5 separate regions of the Sus scrofa genome follow, and all the other regions are linked to region 1. Evidence: chromatin contacts called from public Hi-C, HiChIP or PLAC-seq and promoter capture Hi-C data. All regions are on one chromosome and are shown on one strand. The core of a region is the stretch at or near the end of the contact, and the rest is flanking DNA. Distances in the headings are between cores, read along the strand shown.

Region 1 (3,636 bases), core at 476-2,975:
GGCGAAGGCCAGCAGCTGTAGCTCGGATGCGACCCCTAGCCTGGGAACTTTCATACGCTGTGGGTGCAGCCCTAAAAAAAAAAAATTTTTAAAAAGTCCTGTGATTCTAAGCTGATAAATGAAATACGCTATTATATTATTCTGTTATACTTATCAGCAACATGAACATTGTAAGGGAAGATGTCTGTAATCTCATGATAAGACTAATGTTGAAAATTCTTAAGGAAGTTTGGAGCAGTCAGGATTTTAAGGCCATCCTTCCAGTTATGCTGATGACCTTCTTAAAGGATTGGCCCAGTGCCTTCCTCCCCTAGACACTGTGGGCACTATGAGTACTGTGCAGCCCCAGCAGCACCCATCACTGTTTTGAAACTGAGCAAACAACACATGCTGGCAATGCCTTCACTGATATGGAAGCAGTCAGCTCCCACCACAGACTTTGAGAAGATTTCAAGGAACCCGACCCTTTGAGGACAGTCTTCTTACATGCTTTCTTCAGAGACTGTAGCTCCTGACACTTTCTTTCCACTGATTTTAAATCTAACAACCTAGGCAAGCAGAATCTAGGGGGGGAAACCCAGACAACTCCTCATGTGTCCCTCTAAAAGATCATTCATGCTTCTCCAACCCTGTGGGTTTTTTTTTGTTTTTGTCTTTTTGCTATTTCTTTGGGCCACTCCCGCGGCATATGGAGGTTCCCAGGCTAGGGGTCGAATAGGAGCTGTAGCCACCGGCCTATGCCAGGGCCACAGCAATGCGGGATCCGAGCCTACAACCTACACCACAGCTCATGGCAACGCTGGATCGTTAACCCACTGAGCAAGGGCAGGGACCGAACCCGCAACCTCATGGTTCCCAGTCGGATTCGTTAACCACTGCGCCACGACGGGAACTCCAACCCTGTGTTCTTAAATGTAGGTAAAGGGACAATCCAGTTCACCAAATAAGCAACTTAATAAAGGTATCTTTGGAGTTCTTCTGTGGTACTATGGGTTCAAGATCCAGCATTGTCACTGCAGTGGCTTGGGTTGCTCCTGTAGTGCAGGTTTGATCTCTGGCCCAGGAACTTCCACATGCCACTGTCCTGGCCAAACAAAAACAAAAACAAAAACAAAACAAAACAAAACAAAACACCGCCACCACAACAAATTTAAAAAGGAAAAAGAAAAGTATTCTAACTCAGGCAGGAGAGGAGGAATCTTGAGCTGAGGTAATCTGGGGACTAAAATGTGTAGGCACACTCAAGTCTCAAGATGGAGAAGAGAGTAGAGGTTCAGGGAGAGAGTCCAACCTTAGGACCCAAACTTCTACAGTCCAAACAGGCATTTATCGGAGGTGCCAGCTTCCAAGCCAGTAATTACACTAAAAGGCCTCTGCCTCGCCTTAGGTGTGCCCTTTAACATAAGGAGGAAACAGGCACTCACTTTTCTTTCATAGGGCAAACAAGAGCCCCTGCAGAGCAAGACAATTGATGAGAAAGCACAACACCTCCAACAAGCGGACCCGACCTGGACACAGCTCGAGAGGCCCGCGTCCACCTATCCCGCCCTCCTCCCGCGGCCCCGCCCTCCTCCCGCGGCCCCGCCCTCCTCCCGCGGCCCCCCCCCGCCCCGCCTCCTCCCGCGGCCCCGCCCCCCCCCCGCCCCCCCTCCTCCCGCGGCCCCGCCCTCCTCCCGCGGCCCCGCCCTCCTCTCCGCGGCCCCGCCCTCCTCTCCGCGGCCCCGCCCCCCACACAGCAGCTTCCGGCGAGAGGCGGGGCGTCCGCACGCTCTGCTGCGCCTGCGCGGGAAGGGCGGGCCGGCGCGCCGGGGTAGTGAGTCGGTCTCGCAGACTGCTGTGGCCCGAAGTGCATTTCCCTTAGTGTTGGTCCAGGAGGAGGAAAGATGGTGCTGGATCTGGATTTGTTTCGGGTAGATAAAGGAGGGGACCCAGCCCTCATCCGAGAGTCGCAGGAGAAGCGCTTCAAGGACCCAGGACTAGTGGATCAGCTGGTGAAGGCAGACAGCGAGTGGCGACGATGTAAGTACAGAGACTCGCGGAGTATCCCTGGATCCTAACCCCAGCTACATCTCTCGGATCTCGATACTGCTCCTGAGGCCATAGCTTCCACCCCTTGTCAGACCCCCTCCTAGGTTTCGGTGGCTCGGAAGCTCTCCCTATCACCCAGGGAGCCGGGACGGTCCCCACCTTTCCCTTCCCCCGGGGCGGTAAGACCTCCCTTCCCGGCGTGCGGGGCGCGGATCCCTGCTCCTGAGTCTGTGGGAAAAGAGCATGGCGCATGCGCGTTAAGAGCTGTCAAGCCTTCCGGCCGCAAGGGTAACCCAGAGAAAGTCGGGGCAGATTTTGTTGGGTAATGGGGGAGATTGCTCCCCTTTCCTAACACTTCTCTGTTTGGTCGCCTCCGGTCTTTTTATCTTCAGCAAAGCCAGAGTGGTCCCTATTTTGATAGACTCACAGGCTCCAGTCTGAGTCACATCTGCAGCGCAGTAGGTTCACTCCTCCCATATTGGAGGCATTTGGGGATTTTGGAGGCCGCTACTGGCTAAAAGCAGTGATCGCAGAGCTTTGGGGAAGGCAATCCCCCTGAACTGTGGGCAGTCCTTTAAGAACCGACCATGGGCTTCCATGGTAGATCAGACGTGGGCAGAGGGATGCGGTGAAGCAAGAAAAAACTCGTAATTACTGAGGCTGTTTAATTGTGATTTGTGGAAGTTTTCCGGAATAGACGTTGATGGAGTTGGGCTACAACCTGGAACTGATCCGGACATCTTTCGTGAGGCTAAATAAAACCATAGCACCCTCTGCCTATCAATCTTTGCCTAGATTAGTTGGAGTAGTCACTAATTGGCCGGATGCTGTCAAACACGTGGTTTATTTTGTCTGATGCAATAGGTCTGCAACCCGCTGAAACCCAGGTTTATGACGGCGCCCTGCAAAGTCAGTCACTGTCCCAAAAGGTGATGGATTTCTCTTAGGAAAGTTGATTTCCCTAAATTTATGTGTCACCCGGGTAGGGAAAGAGCTGAAGGAAGAATTGGAACATAAGGATATTGGGTACCAGGAGAATATTTGTTCAGCTCAGATTGTCTGCTGATTCTATGTATCACAGTCAAGTCCCTTGTGGAGAGATCCCACCACCTGAATCTGAATCTGAAGTTTTGAGTTGCAGTGGAATTAAATTAAATGGAAGGGGGAAAAACTAGACTGGACACTGTTTTACTGAGTCAGAAGTCTGAAGTAACAAATTTTTCTAGCAGTCTAGCCATTGTCCAGCTACTAAATGATTTTGAATGTCTCTTGTGTATAATGTACACGTCTGTGAGAAGTTCTGTCTTTTGCCTGAGGATTGGCTGTGTAGTGAGGAGATGAATTCTTCAGGGACAGTGTTGTGTTTTAGTCATCTGTATGTCAGTACCCAGGGTATACACATACATATATGGGGTATAAATATACACATGTGTACAAATAATCCCAGAACCTAGCATTGCACATGGTAGGCTTGACAAAAGTTTGTTGAATTCATGAATATCTTCTGTGCTCAGGGCACTTTGCTTTTCCATAGGAAGAAGCAATTGATGTGAAAAGCCACTGAAGTTCCCATTGTGGCTCAGCAGGAACTTCACTTTGTCACAGAGA
Region 2 (3,636 bases), core at 817-3,316, 240 kb after region 1:
TTTGGGCAGTGGCGTTGAGCTTGGGTCCCTGAGCTGTGGCCTGATATGCTGGGCACAGGGTGGGGGGCCGGTCTGGTGCATTGGTTTTGCCTCTGGGCATCAGGGCATGGAAGGGCAGGGCCACAACCCAAGGTCCACGTGCATGTCTGCCCACCTTGCACACATACCCACTGCCAGGTTTTCAGGGGCCAGGCAAGTCCTCTGGGGTTTCTGGTAAAGCCAGCAGCCAGGTTTATTTGCCTCTTCTGATGGGAGCCCTGGAGTAGCATGCTGGGCTGTCCATGTGATCTTAGCCAGGAGGGAGGTATTGGAGGTGGGAAGGGGCGTGCCCTCCTGGCCAAGCACTAGCCAGGTGCATACCAACACCTTTGGTGCCCACACCAGAGTAGTAAGTCTGACAGTTGCCCAGGGCTCGAGTGTGTGTGTCACATGTGGGCCTGGGTGATCTCTGGGCTGCCTCTGCTGGGGCTGGCATTCGTCTTCCCCCTTGCCCAGTGTTACTCGCCAGACCATCGGGAGGAAATCAGGCCTTACTTTTATGGCCTGTGCAGTGACAGGAGGATGGGTAGACCCCCTCCCGCCCCCCAGCCTGACCCTGTCTCTTGCCTGTTGTCTTCCTGCAGTCAAAAGCCCATTAACGAGAAAGTGCCTGCCCACTGCGATGGAGACGCCAGCACCTCCTCCCCTCCAGATCCGGGCCCCAGGCTGCTGCCGCTTTTTATAACTTTATATTATTTTTTTTAAGAAAAAAAACTCTTTAAAATACCTCAAGACTGTCTCCCTGTTCTGTTGCTGCTAAGAAAATACAAAAACAAACATAGAGAAGGAAGCAAAGAAATGTAACAAAACGAGTGTCCTTACTGTCCCCATCCGCACCCCAGGAGGCTGAGATGATAGGCAGCCAGGCTCCAGCTCCCATCGCTTGCCTGCAGAAAAGTCTCTTAGGCTTGTACATTTTTTGTCCTTTAAAACTGTGGAAATGGCTGGGGGTGGAATCACTGTGGGAGTCTCAGGATGAGGAGGCATGTGCGGCTCCAGCTCTGAGTGAGCAACAGCCACAGGAACTACAGTCCCATTAGGAAAGGAGACCGGATGGGGGAGGGGAGCCACACCCCTGGCCCGGCTCTTGGATCTTTGCCTTGAGGGTCTGTGGGCATCAGCTTGTGGCTCTTCTCTGGTCTTTGAGCAACCCTAGGCCTCCATCCTGTCTCCACATTATTGCCTCACGTTTCTTCAGCTCTTCCTGCCTCTTGCTAGCAGCCTTATTTTCTCAGCCACTGGAGCTTAAGTGGGTAACTGCACCCAGGACGGCCTGCTTTGGTCCCTTTTTCTCCCTGACCTGTGGGTTTACCCATAAGGAAGGGGCGCAACCTCTTTAAGCCGAACCACACCTTTTTTGGAGGCAGGAAGGAAAAGGGTATGATCACATACAGAACTTCCCTTGATGTGGGAGGCAGCGGGCATGTGGGAGGCCCCAGTCCCTCAGGATCACCTGGCTCCCCAGGGCTGAGCAGATGGTGTGGAGGCGGCCAGCGCTGGGAGTGCCCTAGTTTTTCCATTTGTCTCACTGGGGACAACAACCACTGCGCAGATAGGGGATAGGACTGTTGCATGGCCCGCCTTTGGTCCTCAACCCTGAATTTACCAGGCACAGGGCACCAGATTCTAGCTTTATTCTTTCAGTCTTCTTACTTTTAAGCAGAGGGGAATCTTATTCCCTTAAGACGAAAGAAGGGATGATGGGAGACAGTGGCCAACCGGGGAAATTCAGTATTTCTGGAAAACTGCTCAAAACACGGGTTTCACACGCTTGGCCCAGTGTACCAGATTTGTGATGTGGGTGAAATCAGTTGTCATAAACATAATTTCCACAGGCTGCCTGAGACACCAGCCCCATAAGCCCTTGTAGACATCAAAATGCAAATGAGGCTGGCTGAAGGAAAGCGCTGGGCCGGGAGCTGTCCAGTCGCCTTCTGCCCTCGGGGCTCTCCGGGGCCGAGGCTCTTTCCCCCCAGCCCCCAGAGGGCGCTGTGGGCGCATCCGCCGTATTGCCGGCGGCGTCCTGGGGAGGAGCTTCTCCCGCAGCCAAGGCCGCCTCCGCGATCGCAAACCCGGAAGACGTGCCCCGGCAGCTGGGAGGGTGCGGCGGCCGGGGACCGCCATGCAGCCCCTGGAGGTAGGTCTGGTTCCCGCTCCGCCGAGGGAGCCGAGACTGACGCGTTGGCTGCGGAGAGGCTGTGGGATCTTGGCACACCTGGTCGCTTTGGGCTTCACCATCTTTCTGACTGTGCTGTCCCGGCCGGGAACCAGTGAGTGGGCACGGGGGCGGGGCCAGGGGACGGGGCGGAGCCGAGATGCTGGAGGGGCAGAGCCCGGGAGCGCTAGGAGAAGCGTGGAGTGGGGACCCTAGCAGTGGAGGGGCGGACTGTGGAAGGGTAGTAAGGGCGTGGTGGGGCGTGGCCCTGGGGGTGGGTCCTGGAAGGGTGGGGCTTTGGGTGCCGGGAGGAGAGGAGACGACTGAAGTGAACGGAATAAACTCACTAGTTCATCATAAGCGGAGCCCCTCACGGACGATCTAAGTAAAGGAGGGAGGCCACGATCTATTCTAGGACTTGGCTGATTGCTGCGAGGCGCTGAATTGGGAACTCGGGCCAAACTGGTTTGTTTGCCCTCTTGGTTGCTCCACTTTGTGCTGAGTTCCTGATTGCTGATTAGTGTTGGAGATAGTACACTGTGACTTTTCTTCTCCAGCCAGATTCTTTGGGCTCCAGCCGGCCAAACGCGGGCAGAAAGAATGGTGCCCAGCCGTCAGTCTGTTCTCTTTGATTCTTAGGTTTTTTCTCCTGGCACCCTGTATTCATGGCCTTGGCGGTGAGTTTGGGCTTCTTTCTGCAGGTGATTTGTTTGGATATTCCCCTAAGGAAGCATCCAGCCTTGAGAAGGCTCAGCCTTTCTAAGGCTCAGAGAGGTGGGGGAAATGGCCAGGGCCCCATCTTTCCCTGCAACTTAGGAGATCAGGGCACACAGAAGGCTGGGCTCTAGGTAGTGTCAGGTGGTTGAAGGGGGTGGAGGGCGTGGAAGACACCATTTTTTCTCTGCTAAGGCCTGAAAGGAGGAATTGGAAGGGTGTTCTCCAGTCGCTCCCGATCCCCAAAGTTCAGTAGGAAGTTTACCATTTGCCCTTCCCCTTGGTCAAGACGTGGGAGTCATTGTGGAGGGGGTGGGGAGGGGGCTGGATGTCAGCCTGAATCATTGAAGTGTGGATTCCCAATTCTGCCCAGAAATGCTGACCTGGGAGGCAGGGGGTCCTGGTGGGAGTTCTTAGCCCCCACCCTTTGTCCTCATTGTTTGAATATATGAGGGCACCTCCTTTTTCTTAGGCCTCCAAGCTGGGCCTGAGGCTCACTAGCCCTCTCCTATGTTCACAGTTCTGCCTCTGCATGGCTGAGGCCATCCTACTCTTCTCGCCTGAGCACTCCCCGTTCTTCTTCTGCTCCCGAAAGGTCCGGATCCGACTCCATTGGGCAGGGCAGACCCTAGCCATCCTCTGTGCAGCCCTGGGCCTGGGCTTCATCGTCTCCAGCAGGACCCGCAGTGAGCTGCCCCACCTGGTGTCCTGGCACAGCTGGGTAGGGG
Region 3 (3,636 bases), core at 737-3,236, 210 kb after region 1:
GGCCAGGGATTGAATCTGAGCCTCTGAAGCAACCTGAGCCACTACAGTCAGATTCTTAACTCACTGCACTCCAGTGGGAACTCCTTGTGAAATTTTTCTTTCAATTTAGACAATGGGTCATGACATAAAAATTTGTTTCTTACAGGGTTTGTGTTTTAAAAAAGAAAGGAAGGTTGGAAACATAGTGCAGTGGACCAGCCTAAGCACATGTGCACAAAGACATGCAACACGGCATTGTTTGTGAGAATAGATGTTTGGAAATAACCTCAATGTCAATCAGTACGAGAGTAAGTGAATAAATACACTTGATGTGTGTATATAGCAGAATTCCGTATAGCTAAAAGGAACAAACTAAAGGTACGTCAGGCCAGACAACTTTCATAAACACAACATTATGTAAAAAAGTAAGTTTAGGAAGGTTATTTTAAGCATCCCATTATTTTGATAAAGTTTAAAATAATTTGAAAAACAATACTATGATAAATATGCATTATTTCTAGATACAGTCACATATATACAGAAAGTAACAAAATAGACATGAGGCTAATAAAAAAAATGCAGGATGAGATAGTGGTTACTTCTAGGGAAAGAGGAAGAAGGGGGAGGATAAGATGAGGATATTGCACAGGGTTTGATTTTATATGCACTTGTTATTTTGTTTTTAAAGAATAGGATTGAGACAAACAAGGAAGAGTGTTAACATTTAACAAGGCTAGAAGGTAGGTCTGTGGATTTTTGCTGTGTTATTCTGATACTTTCTTGATTGGGTTGTATTCTGTACATGTTGTAGACACTGGTAATAAGTACATTATTTCATATTTGTGTTATGTTATGTGGGCATTTATATAGCTTCCGCAACTAAAGCCTCATGATCACTTTATGAAATAAGGACATAAATTGTTGTCCCTGTTCCACAGCAAAGGACCCTAAGAGCACAGGATAATTTATTCACAACTGGATTGTGGACTCAATAGTTCCTTGTTTAGCCTAGATTTGCAAGGAAGTCCACTGGAGAAGTTTCCTTTAAGCCTAGGTGACTTGACCCCAGCCATTCCCTCCACCCCAACCTTGGAAGGCACTTAATGGGGAAATGAATTGTATTAATAACAGCTAAATATTCAAAAAGCAGTCATTCTAAAGTACAGGAAATACCAGAAGGGACCTCCAAAAAGACTGTGAGGCAATGGATTCATATTTACGAGCCAGTTCTTGGGCGGTGAAAGTGAGTTCCCTGGCCCCCACCACTGGCTCACACTCAGTGACCTTGGGCAAATCACTTAACTTTTCAATACTTACATTTACACTCAGGCAAACTGAATGTGTAATACTCATCATTAAACATTCGGGCTCCTGCAAACACGTTTTGAAAATTAGGGGCAAGATTAAGGTGGATTGTGTGCAACAACATCAATACACATTACACACCTCAAAGACTATCTTCACTCATTTAAATGGTGATGGCTATTTTAAAGGAGTTTCAAATGATTGATAAATTAGTAACACAGAATGGCTTTTGTTGTTAAAAAAATTAAAGCAATGCTTAACCAGACAGAATAAAAAGTGAGAAATTATATATTCTATTGCCCTTTTCGTCTGAACTGGCTCTTTAAGATTTTGGAAGCAAGTGGTGTGTTAACCATAAGCTTTAGAACTTTATTTCAGCACTGGTAATGCCTTTATGAGAATCCTTTAGGTTCTGAGTATTACGGTGTGGAAGAAGAGAAGACGGCGTAGAGCACCTTCAATTCCAGGAAACTTGGGAAAGAGAAACTAGCACGCCAGGCTAGTTCCCACCTTTGGCCATGAGGTTGGAGCGGCCGCGGTGTCTTGCTGGGGACCAGCCCTGGCAAAGAATCCGAGCCCCCTCGCGGCCGAACTGCCCGCCGAGGCCACAGGTCCCTTTAAGGCGTCCTGCGGGCAGGAGCCCGGGAGCGAAGTGGGCGGGAGCAGGGTTAGCAAGCGCATGCCACGTGACGCGGCTGCCAAGTTGTTCGCGAGTTTGACAGAAGTTTGAATTGGACTCGGGGGTTTTCTGCAGCCGGCGGGGCACAGCGGCGGCCGCGGCCTCAGCGAGCGTGAGCAGCAGCGCCCCCACGACCCACCCCGGCAGCCTGGATCCCGGGCCATCGACGGTCGCTTGCGTTCCGGCTTCGCCCGCCTCCCGCTCCCCGGGTCAGCAGCCCCCAGCCCCACCGCGACCCCCGCAGCCCCCGCACCGCGTCCCGGCCCCGCCGCGCCAACATGTCCTCGACGGAGAGTTCGAGTCGCACCGAGGACAAGTCGCCGCGCCAGCAGGTACTCCCCGCGCGCCCCTGGGAGCTTTCTCACCGCCCCTTCGCCACCTGGGTGTCGGGTCGACCCTTATTCCGCCCCTCTTCTGGGTGTGAGTGGGAGGAAGGGGGCCGGCGATTTCCCGGGTCCCCCACCGTCCTGACCCGGGGCCGGCCCTGTCTCCGCAGGTGGACCGCCTGCTCGTGGGGCTGCGCTGGCAACGGCTGGAGGAGCCGCTAGGCTTCATCAAAGTTCTCCAGTGGGTGAGTAGCTGCCCCAGCCGTGGGCTATTTCGGGAGCCTGGACTGTGACGCTGACCCGAAGCAATGCGGCCGGAGTGGGGGGCGGGGAGGTGCTGCGGCGGTCCCCACGGAAGGGTGGGGGGCGGCGACAGGTGGGCGGGGGAGGGGCGGGCTGGGGCTGCTTCCCCAGCACTTGATGGCAGGCGAATGAAGAACGAGGCATGCGGAGTCCCGGATTCGGTCCTTCTATGTGCAAGGAGCCTTTGCCCAGGGCGCTCACATTTCACCCAGGCGAGCGGACCCGGCTGTAACCTTTCCAGAACTCTGATCCTGCACATACCGCTCGTTGGTGGCAGGAGGGGGGAAGAGGACAAGGGGGATGAGGAAAGCTGCAGAGGGCAGAGGAGGGAAGGAGGCAGGCGATGGAAACCATCCTGCCCCCAAACCCACCATGACCTGACTGATCCTGGAGGTGGGCTCGAGGGACAGGGTCCTGGCTGGCTGTGGCCTTGTTGAGGTCACTGGAGTAACCTCTCTCTGTAAGTGCGAGAGTGGATGAATGAATGTATATGGTTCATGGCTGTAGGATTAAATAAAATTTAAAAAAATTAGACAGTAAAAACCAGTGTGACGAAAATGTGGCTCATAGCATAAAAAAAACAAACAAACAACAATAACAACAGAAAACAACAACAACAACAACAAAAAACAAACATGAGTTGGAAAGCTGCGGCCCTGGGTTCCAGATCTGGACCTACCCTACCCTTTCTATCTATGTGACCTTGAGCAAGTCTCTTCTTTGGACTTGAGTTTTTAATATCAGTCAAAGGATCAGACCATCCCGAGGGTCCCTCTCTGCTCTAAATGGGTTGGCTTGTTAGAACCTTGCCCTTGGTTAGACTTATCCTATGACCTTGAGGAAATCTGCCTCAGTTTCCCCTGTAGTGTTATAAGGGAAATAGCATGTCTTGCCTCACCAGTACTTAGAGACATTGGCATGCTCTCTGTCCTTCTCAGTGCCCAAGGCCTCCTGGGTATAAATTAGGAAGGTGGACAGGGGCAGTCACTCTTTCAAACCATAAAGACTTGTTGGGAGCATTCAATGCACTATCACCGAGATTTA
Region 4 (3,636 bases), core at 345-2,844, 180 kb after region 1:
ACTATGTGAATAAAAAAGTACTGTATTTTAGACATTCTTGGGAAGATACAAATAAGGATAACACAAAACAGTTAATGAAGATATTAAGTAAATGATTACAGAAATCTTAATAAAGGCTTGCTGATAAGGACAACGATTTCCATCATACATGGCCTAATTCAAAATTGTATCACCCAAAGATGATTCTCTTCAATGCTCTGGAAGCTAAATACTGACTTAAAAAGTCATTTTATAAGACAGTAGGAAAACATCAGTTTTACTTCACATATATCTTCTATGAGTCAGTAAAAAGATTTTTGAAAAGTGGTAGTTTTAAGTGATAACCACCACTCCCACCCCCCCAACCCTGACATATGGAAGTTATCACGCCAGGGATCAAACCCACACCACAGCAGTAGCCAGGGCCACAGTATTAACAACGCTGGGTCCTTAGCTCGCTGAGCCACCAGGGAACTCCATGATAAAACTTTTGATAGATTCAATATATACTTGAAAAGAAATGCAGCTTCTCAAGCCATGTAGTATAAAGAAAACATCTGCTTTTCCTGGCTTTAAAATTCAAAAAAGCTTAATAGCTACCTGAAACTTAACTGACCAAAACAGAAACTGAAAGTTAAAAAGTATGCTGTAGGCATAAGTATGTACAAGTTAATATTACTTAACATTTCTAAGCTCTGAAAGGCTTTTTTAAAATAAATACAACAATCTCATAGTTTTGGTTTCAAAAACTGATTTGGTCTCAACATACACTTAAAGTAACTCGCTACACTGTTCAACCAGTCAGAAAAGCCTAGGGCTAGCTGAATCAGCACGGTGACAAAACTCTTAAGAATCATTCTAAATACCAGTTCCCATAAAATGAGAATCCTGACATCACATCTGGGCAAAGTTGAGACTGTCTTCGCGCTTTTGCAGAAACTACACAACACAGCACGCCCTTCTACACCTCGATCAAAGGAATGGCTGCTCTATTCCCACTACCAAGAAACAGGAAACGAGGTGGTCCTCCTAGAAGGAAAAAGAAGCTGAAACTAACAAACCCATTAAGTGATCTCTAACTGTTTTTCTTCCAGGCAGCACATTTACATTTTAAAAAGGCAGTCCCGCTCAGCACGAAAAGATGGACGGAAGTAGGGTGACTCCTGTTCTTCCCCGGGTTAAAGGTCGGAGTCACGGCCCCTCAAGCCTTCTTTCCCCAAGAACAAAGCGGAGTTTCTCGCTTCCGTGCCGACTCAGGACCCAGCAGTGACTCAGCGGTAGGACATGCGCGGCCCAAAACCGCAAGTTTAGCCTCGAGAATCACAGCGAGAGGCTGGGGAGGCCAAGAGATCCTCAGGCCCCGCCAGACTTGGGTTCCTGGGGAGCCCCCATGACACGGCAGAACCCAAGCCCAGACCGGGCCCTGGGCCCGCCCACCCGTAACCCCGATCCGACGTCCCACAACCACACAGACCTGTCGTACTCAGACCGGGTAAGAAACATGGTAACGGCAGGACAAAGCGACAGCGGCTACGCGGGGATTCTAAGGGCCAACACGAGTCCACCGGCACCCAGATCACCCACACCGCCACACCACTGAGGTCCCGCTCCCAACTGCGCGTGCGCCGGCGACCCCTTAAGCCCGCCCTCCTGCGTCAGCCTCCTATTGGTTGGTCGGAGTTCCCGCCGAGGTGATTGGACTAACGCGCTCCCCCGCCAGGCCTCGGTTGGTCCTGGGCGAGCTGGGCAAAGGTCGCTCTTCCGCTTTAAATCGCGAGTGGTTGCTAGGGGCGCTCGGAGCTGAAGGCAGGTGCTGAGAGTTCGCTTTTTCGAGAATGTGTGACCACGTCCCAAGGTTGGCAACTGGGAGAACTTGTATAGAAAGTTGAGCTGACTGAACCCTTGGCTGGATAGACTCCTCGCCGACTCCCGCAATCCCCGCCAGAGCACATGGGTCCCAGTCTCTCTTCGCCCTCTACCCTCCCGGCGTTTCGCAAGATCCCTGGCTCGTCCCGCTCCGGCGCGGATTTCCTCCAGGGCTCGACGTGAGAGGTGATGGGGTGCGCTACGGTGCATTCGGGCTCGTTTGTTGAGAAAAGTTAGTGAGGTTTAGTCATTAGGAAACCCTTCAAGCTTACGCACCGCACCATCAAGGTAATTTTCCCAGCATTTCCTTCCATTCCTCTCCCCAACCCCTGCCCCCTGTACAGGTTTTCGACTTGGTGACCCAGAACTCTGAATCCTGGCTTCAAATTGTTCACTGCCTTTTTCTATTATTCATGAAGAATTAGCTGGCAATGCCATCTTTTTGTGTGTTTCTTGCTTCCCTTCCCTAAGGGTAGAAAAGCAACTTCATAGCTTCATAGCTATGAACGAATGAGTTATTTGCTCAGGAAAGCCAGTTAGGAAGTCATTTAGTGGGCAGTTTATGACTAAAAGAGAAACGCCAGCGTTCTGTTTCCGGTAATGAGACACCACTAGGCAAGGCCTCAACCTCTCCAGGCCTGTCTCTCTCAAGCGAAGTTCATAACTTGGCCCTAGATTAGGTTTGTAAATGACCAAGGCATTTCAGTGGTAGAGGAAATGTAGAAATAAGACATTTTGGATATTGATATTTATTTTTCCCATCGTTTTATTTGCTACATTCTTGAGTTCACCAGGAATTTCATTTTGTGGTTCCCTAGCCAAAAGAAGTTTGACCCTGATAAAACTGAGGAGACACTCCAAGTGGCAATCCTCAAGGATCTGTTAGATTTCTGAGAAAAGAATTATATCCTTTAGGTTTCTGGTTAGCTCATGTGGCCTTACTATTGAAAAATGTTAGTTAAGTTCACTATGCTTGCTCTTTTGAAGTTCTTTTGAAATTACTGGGGAGTTCCCGTCCTAGCTTAGGGGTTAATGAATCTGACGAGCATCCATGAGGACGCAGGTTCAACCCTTGGCCTTGCTCAGTGGGTCGGGGATCTGGCGTTGCTGTGAGCTGTGGTATAGGTTGCAGACATGGCTTGGATCCTGCATTGCTGTGGCTGTAGTGTAGGTCAGCCACTACAGCTCCAATTCGCCCCTGGCCTGGGAACCTCCATATGCCTTGGGTGCAGCCCTAAGAAGCAAAAAAATAAAAAAAATTTTAAAAAAAAGAAAGAAATTACTATGTAGGAACTCTATATATACCTACATAAACATTACCTATATACCTGTATAGGTACTCGAGCTTAATAATATTTCCTGAACATCCAGGGGTGCAAGGTGCTCTGCAGCCCATACTAGTATCAGATATGGTGGTGAATGTCTCACAAAATTACTTGAATGTAGACTTCTTCAGGTAAATGTGTTACCTGGAGAAAGGAAGCCACAGGTAGCTCTGATTGTGGCTAAGAAGAGAAATCTTGTTTTCTCCCAAAAAAGTGGATCATTATGGCATAAAAATCCAGCACCTAGTATAGTTTCTTGCCCATAATCAATTCCATTCAATAAATAATTGTTTCTTTAAAAATTGAACCAGATGTTCCTCTGAACAAAAAAAAAAAAATAATAAAGGAGCCATCGAAGACAGAAAGAAAAGAAATATGGTAAATCATAAGAGAAGGAGCTAGACTCAGAAACTGAGAAAAGTATGTAAGCTTCTTGGAGAGCGAGGCACATGTGTCCTGGAGCAAA
Region 5 (3,636 bases), core at 686-3,185, 150 kb after region 1:
GACATATCAATTCAAACCAAACAGGGAAGACTCTGACTAAAGGAATAAATCCAGGAGTAGCAGCAGGTCCTAAAGGTAGGTCAGCTAGCAAGAGAAGAATCTGAAATGTGGAGTAGGAATGCTGTGTCCAGCTGGCTCAAGGAAGGAAATGGTCTCATTATAAATGAGGCGCTAGTGTTATAAAGCCTTTCTCAACTCCCCACTGAGATGGAAGTCTGTAAGTTTTTTTTTATTGTCAAACAGGAAGACTTCTCAGTTCTCATTCCACTCTGTGTGCACCCAAACTGTCCCACACGTCAGCACTAGCTTGGCCACTTTTATGCAGCTGCTGCTTGGACTGCATTTAGCAAGAGTTATCCCTGACAGCTTGTGCTTTGACTGCAACTGCCCTGGGTCCCCAGACCAGAGAATTCTGCACAGGTAATAAGTATAATCCAGGCAGAGGGAGAAAGACAGTTCAAGGGGGGATTTGGCTATTACAGCATGTGGTTCTAAAAGGACAAGTGCAGTTAACCACTCACTTCTGTCCCCATGTGCAACTCTCCTTGAAAGAGGAAGGAAGGAGGGATGGATAGAAGAGAGAAAATATATTCAATTGTAAATATATTACGCAAATGTGGGTAGCAATTAAATCGCTAGTTCTAGGAAGAAAAAAAAAAAAAATGAGGAAGACGCCCAAGGTGCAAGGAGCCAGGACATAGCCAACAACTGGCTTTGTCAACCAGTAGTACTATGCAAAGGTTGAGCTGCTTATCCCCAGAGACAGAACTGCCATAATTTTTAAAGTTTTCGACGAGGACCTAACTCAAAGCAGAATATCTGCAACGTGTTAAGTGTTGGAAATCTTGTTACAATGGGATACAGTCCAATGCCATGACAGAAGGTCAAATCGAAGGCGTAAGAGAGATCATATACGTACTATCAACCCCACTGCCAAGCTTGTTCCTTTAGCCGTTAAAACACACAGTAATCTAATAACTGCTCTGGGATTACTGAACACCCGCCTACCCACCCAGAAAGTACTGACCCGGCGAAGACACACCTTTGCTTCTGCGTAGCCCAACTTCTCCAAGCACTTAAGAGGTAATTACTCCTCCAGCTTCCTGGTGGGGTATAGCGTTACTGGATCCTAATTATTTATACAGACGGAAAACAACGACGCTCGAGAGATTTTGACAATTAAACAGAAAAATAAAAGTAAAAAAAAAATTAAAAAAAAAAAGAATCCCGTGAAAGTCAAAGCCTGCCTCCCCTGTGACGAAACATGCTCGGCCGCGGCATCTGAGGGCAGCTCCCCGGGCCCAACTCGGCCCGCCCGCCGGCCAGCCGCAGTTTCGGGGCTGCGGCCGGGGGAGCGCGGGCCAGCGGGGCTGGCGAGCAGCCGGGGTCTCCTCCGCGGGGACGCGAGGCGCACGGACAAGACAGAGGGCCGGGCTGCGCTGGCGGGGCGGGCGGCCGCCAGGGGCCCGGGGGCAGCACCTCACAGTCCGGGCGGTGCCCCGGCCCGGCGCCCGCTCACCTGGTGTGTGTTGTTGGCCAGCCTGGCGACGAAGTCCCGGACCCCGCCGCAGTCCTCGTCCTCATCGAGCGCGCTGCGGCGCCAACGGCCGCCGCGGGGAACCGGGCCCCCAGGCGCGGCCGCGCGCAGCCCCCAGCTCACCCCGACGGGGCCGGACCAGCGCGACAGCGGCGCAGCGGGCGGCGGCGGCGCGTCCAGCCGGTCCTGGCCGAGGCTTGCCGGCGGCAGCAGCTGGAGGAGGAGGAGGAGAAGGAGGCCGAGGCCGTGGGGCCAGCGCGAGAGGCCCTGCGCAGCTCCCCGGGGCCGCTCCATCGCCGCCGAATGCCGACGCCGTCGACACCTGCCGCCCGGCGCGCCCGCCCACCCCCGCCGGCGCCGCCCACCTTCCCCCCCCTTGCTGGAGCCGGCGCTCCCTGGATACGCCAAGCCAGACCTCTCCGCCCATAGGCTGGCCGCCTGTCTTTCTTCCCCGGTCCACTGCTGATTGGCTCGCGGCGCCTCCTGCTTAGGGGGTCCTGGATTCGGATGCCAAGATGCGGGGCTGATTGGCTGGAACGTGGCAGAGACCGCTGAGGTCATCCCCCCATCGCCCGGCGTCTCCCAGGCCGGGCTTCCAGAGTTAGCATGGGGAGCTTCCCTCCTTCTCGAGAAGCCCCCAACTCCGTGGGGCCCCGACCCCTAGCTCCTCCCTCTGGCACCCTCAAGTTGGGGCTGAATTGGTCCCTTCTTCCCCAGAGACACCCTTAAAATTCCTTGGGTTGCTGCAGCGCCTGGAAAATCTCCTCAGGGAATCCCTGAGCTCGCTTAGCTGGAAATGGGGGCTCTGTCATTAACCGGTGCGTCTGGCTTTTAACCCTTGCAGGGTTGGAGTGCCCCATTTGTCTACAGTGAGTGAGAGCTGTGTGGGCTAAATCTCGCGGAGGCAGATAGACATTAGGACATCCGTGACTCATGCGAGCCCGAAGAAAATTCTCTCCTCACTCATCTTCCTCTTCTGCAGGGAGTTAACCAAAGGAGGAACTGCCTATTGGTTTTCCTGGAGTTAGAAAGTAGCTTAGACATAAGGGACAGGTAAAAGGGGGACAGAATTGCCCAGTGCCTAATTGAGAGATGATCATTGTATAGATGCGTATCTGTCTTTACCAAAGTGTTTTAACCCTGCAGTGAGTGCATTGCACAAGTTTGGTGTTCGGTATATGATGTCCCTTAAATTAGCATCCTGTCTCCAGTAAATAAAACAAAACCCCTACACTGTTCCGTTTATCGCAGGAAGGAGAGGCACATTATTCTGGAACACACAGTGGAAGTAAAACCAGTTTTAGATATCCTCCTTATTGACTCTTTGGAATGCTAGAAGTTGCTCAGTAGAAAAGGTAATAAGTAGGAAGATATGAAGTATACAAAATGTTACACCTAAATAAAGCAGCTAACAACTACTTTTAATTATAAACTGGAGGTAAATCCAAATGAGAATATATTCATTGTAGAGCAAAATGAATGGTGCAGGGCACCCAACCCAAGGCTTACATTAAAATCCTTCTGGTTGTGTTAATTTGCAACGACTTACATTTTTTACATTTATAAATTTACATTTTGTCAGAACAACCATAGCGAGAGGTGACAAGTTAAAGGTATTTTTAAATGGCATCTGAGCAGGATGGTAAAAATTGCTAGAATAGTCTTCCAAGTTCTCAGCTACTGAACTGACAAAGCTCCATGAAAACTGGGGAACAATTTGTTCCTTTCCATTAACTACAATGTGTCAGATAATTTTTTAATACAGCACTATTTTTTAATCTGTGCCAACTGTGGAGTAGATCACAAGACAGTCAGTTCCAGTAGCATGTGATTAGCTGGGGGGAGACTAGGGGCTGTACAGGAATATTTCTTTGTTTGGGTGACACAAAGATGTCTATTGTCTGTCTGAAAAGAAAAAAGCCAACTCAACAGTGCCATCTCTCGGAGAAACGACTAAGTAAACGCTAACTCAAATTGTTGGAATTACCTGTACTTTTGCTTATTAATACATTGCTTTTAGGTATCATTATATGCTTACAGAGTATATATTTCCTTCCTCAAACTGTATCAGCTGCTAGGGACCTGGTACCTGGCATATG

What was found. Promoter capture Hi-C pulls out the DNA fragments that hold promoters and counts their contacts. A called contact is a pair of places that touch in the nucleus more often than the background predicts. HiChIP or PLAC-seq counts read pairs in DNA pulled down with a chosen protein or histone mark.
Region 2: a promoter capture Hi-C map of fetal liver shows a contact between it and region 1, with 3 times the contacts expected there. The contact joins the promoter of LOC100624950 here to the promoter of SARS in region 1. A contact is called at or near these places in 2 of 5 promoter capture datasets (fetal liver and liver), 2 of 47 Hi-C or Micro-C datasets (heart right ventricle and liver) and 1 of 2 datasets of contacts at active chromatin or transcription factors (alveolar macrophages).
Region 3: an H3K27ac HiChIP or PLAC-seq map of alveolar macrophages shows a contact between it and region 1. The contact joins the promoter of SYPL2 here to the promoter of SARS in region 1. A contact is called at or near these places in 1 of 5 promoter capture datasets (fetal liver) and 1 of 2 datasets of contacts at active chromatin or transcription factors (alveolar macrophages).
Region 4: a Hi-C map of liver shows a contact between it and region 1, with 6 times the contacts expected there. The contact joins the promoter of PSMA5 here to the promoter of SARS in region 1. A contact is called at or near these places in 2 of 47 Hi-C or Micro-C datasets (heart right ventricle and liver) and 1 of 2 datasets of contacts at active chromatin or transcription factors (alveolar macrophages).
Region 5: a contact with region 1 is called in an H3K27ac HiChIP or PLAC-seq map of alveolar macrophages. The contact joins the promoter of SORT1 here to the promoter of SARS in region 1. A contact is called at or near these places in 2 of 47 Hi-C or Micro-C datasets (embryonic fibroblasts and skeletal muscle) and 1 of 2 datasets of contacts at active chromatin or transcription factors (alveolar macrophages).

Annotation. Positions count from the first base shown.
Region 1 is chr4:110,872,801-110,876,436 of Sscrofa11.1, reverse strand. It overlaps SARS (serine--tRNA ligase, cytoplasmic), which reads left to right and starts at 1,725. Exons shown (of 11, transcript XM_001925670.7): 1 at 1,725-2,019. The coding sequence starts at 1,884.
Region 2 is chr4:110,634,368-110,638,003 of Sscrofa11.1, reverse strand. It overlaps LOC100624950 (cytochrome b561 domain-containing protein 1), which reads left to right and starts at 2,066. Exons shown (of 3, transcript XM_003355263.4): 1 at 2,066-2,309; 2 at 2,834-2,871; 3 at 3,429-3,636. The coding sequence starts at 2,162. ATXN7L2 (ataxin-7-like protein 2) reads left to right here. Exons shown (of 11, transcript XM_021090075.1): 11 at 624-771. The coding sequence ends at 724.
Region 3 is chr4:110,661,549-110,665,184 of Sscrofa11.1, reverse strand. SYPL2 (synaptophysin-like protein 2) reads left to right here and starts at 1,986. Exons shown (of 7, transcript XM_021090083.1): 1 at 1,986-2,295; 2 at 2,460-2,534. The coding sequence starts at 2,242. LOC110260359 (a long non-coding RNA gene) reads right to left here and starts at 2,453. Exons shown (of 2, transcript XR_002343532.1): 1 at 2,329-2,453.
Region 4 is chr4:110,693,387-110,697,022 of Sscrofa11.1, reverse strand. It overlaps PSMA5 (proteasome subunit alpha 5), which reads right to left and starts at 1,594. Exons shown (of 9, transcript NM_001144901.1): 1 at 1,454-1,594. The coding sequence starts at 1,482. LOC102167065 (a long non-coding RNA gene) reads left to right here and starts at 1,684. Exons shown (of 2, transcript XR_303194.3): 1 at 1,684-2,133.
Region 5 is chr4:110,719,409-110,723,044 of Sscrofa11.1, reverse strand. SORT1 (sortilin) reads right to left here and starts at 1,935. Exons shown (of 20, transcript XM_013997288.2): 1 at 1,520-1,935. The coding sequence starts at 1,831.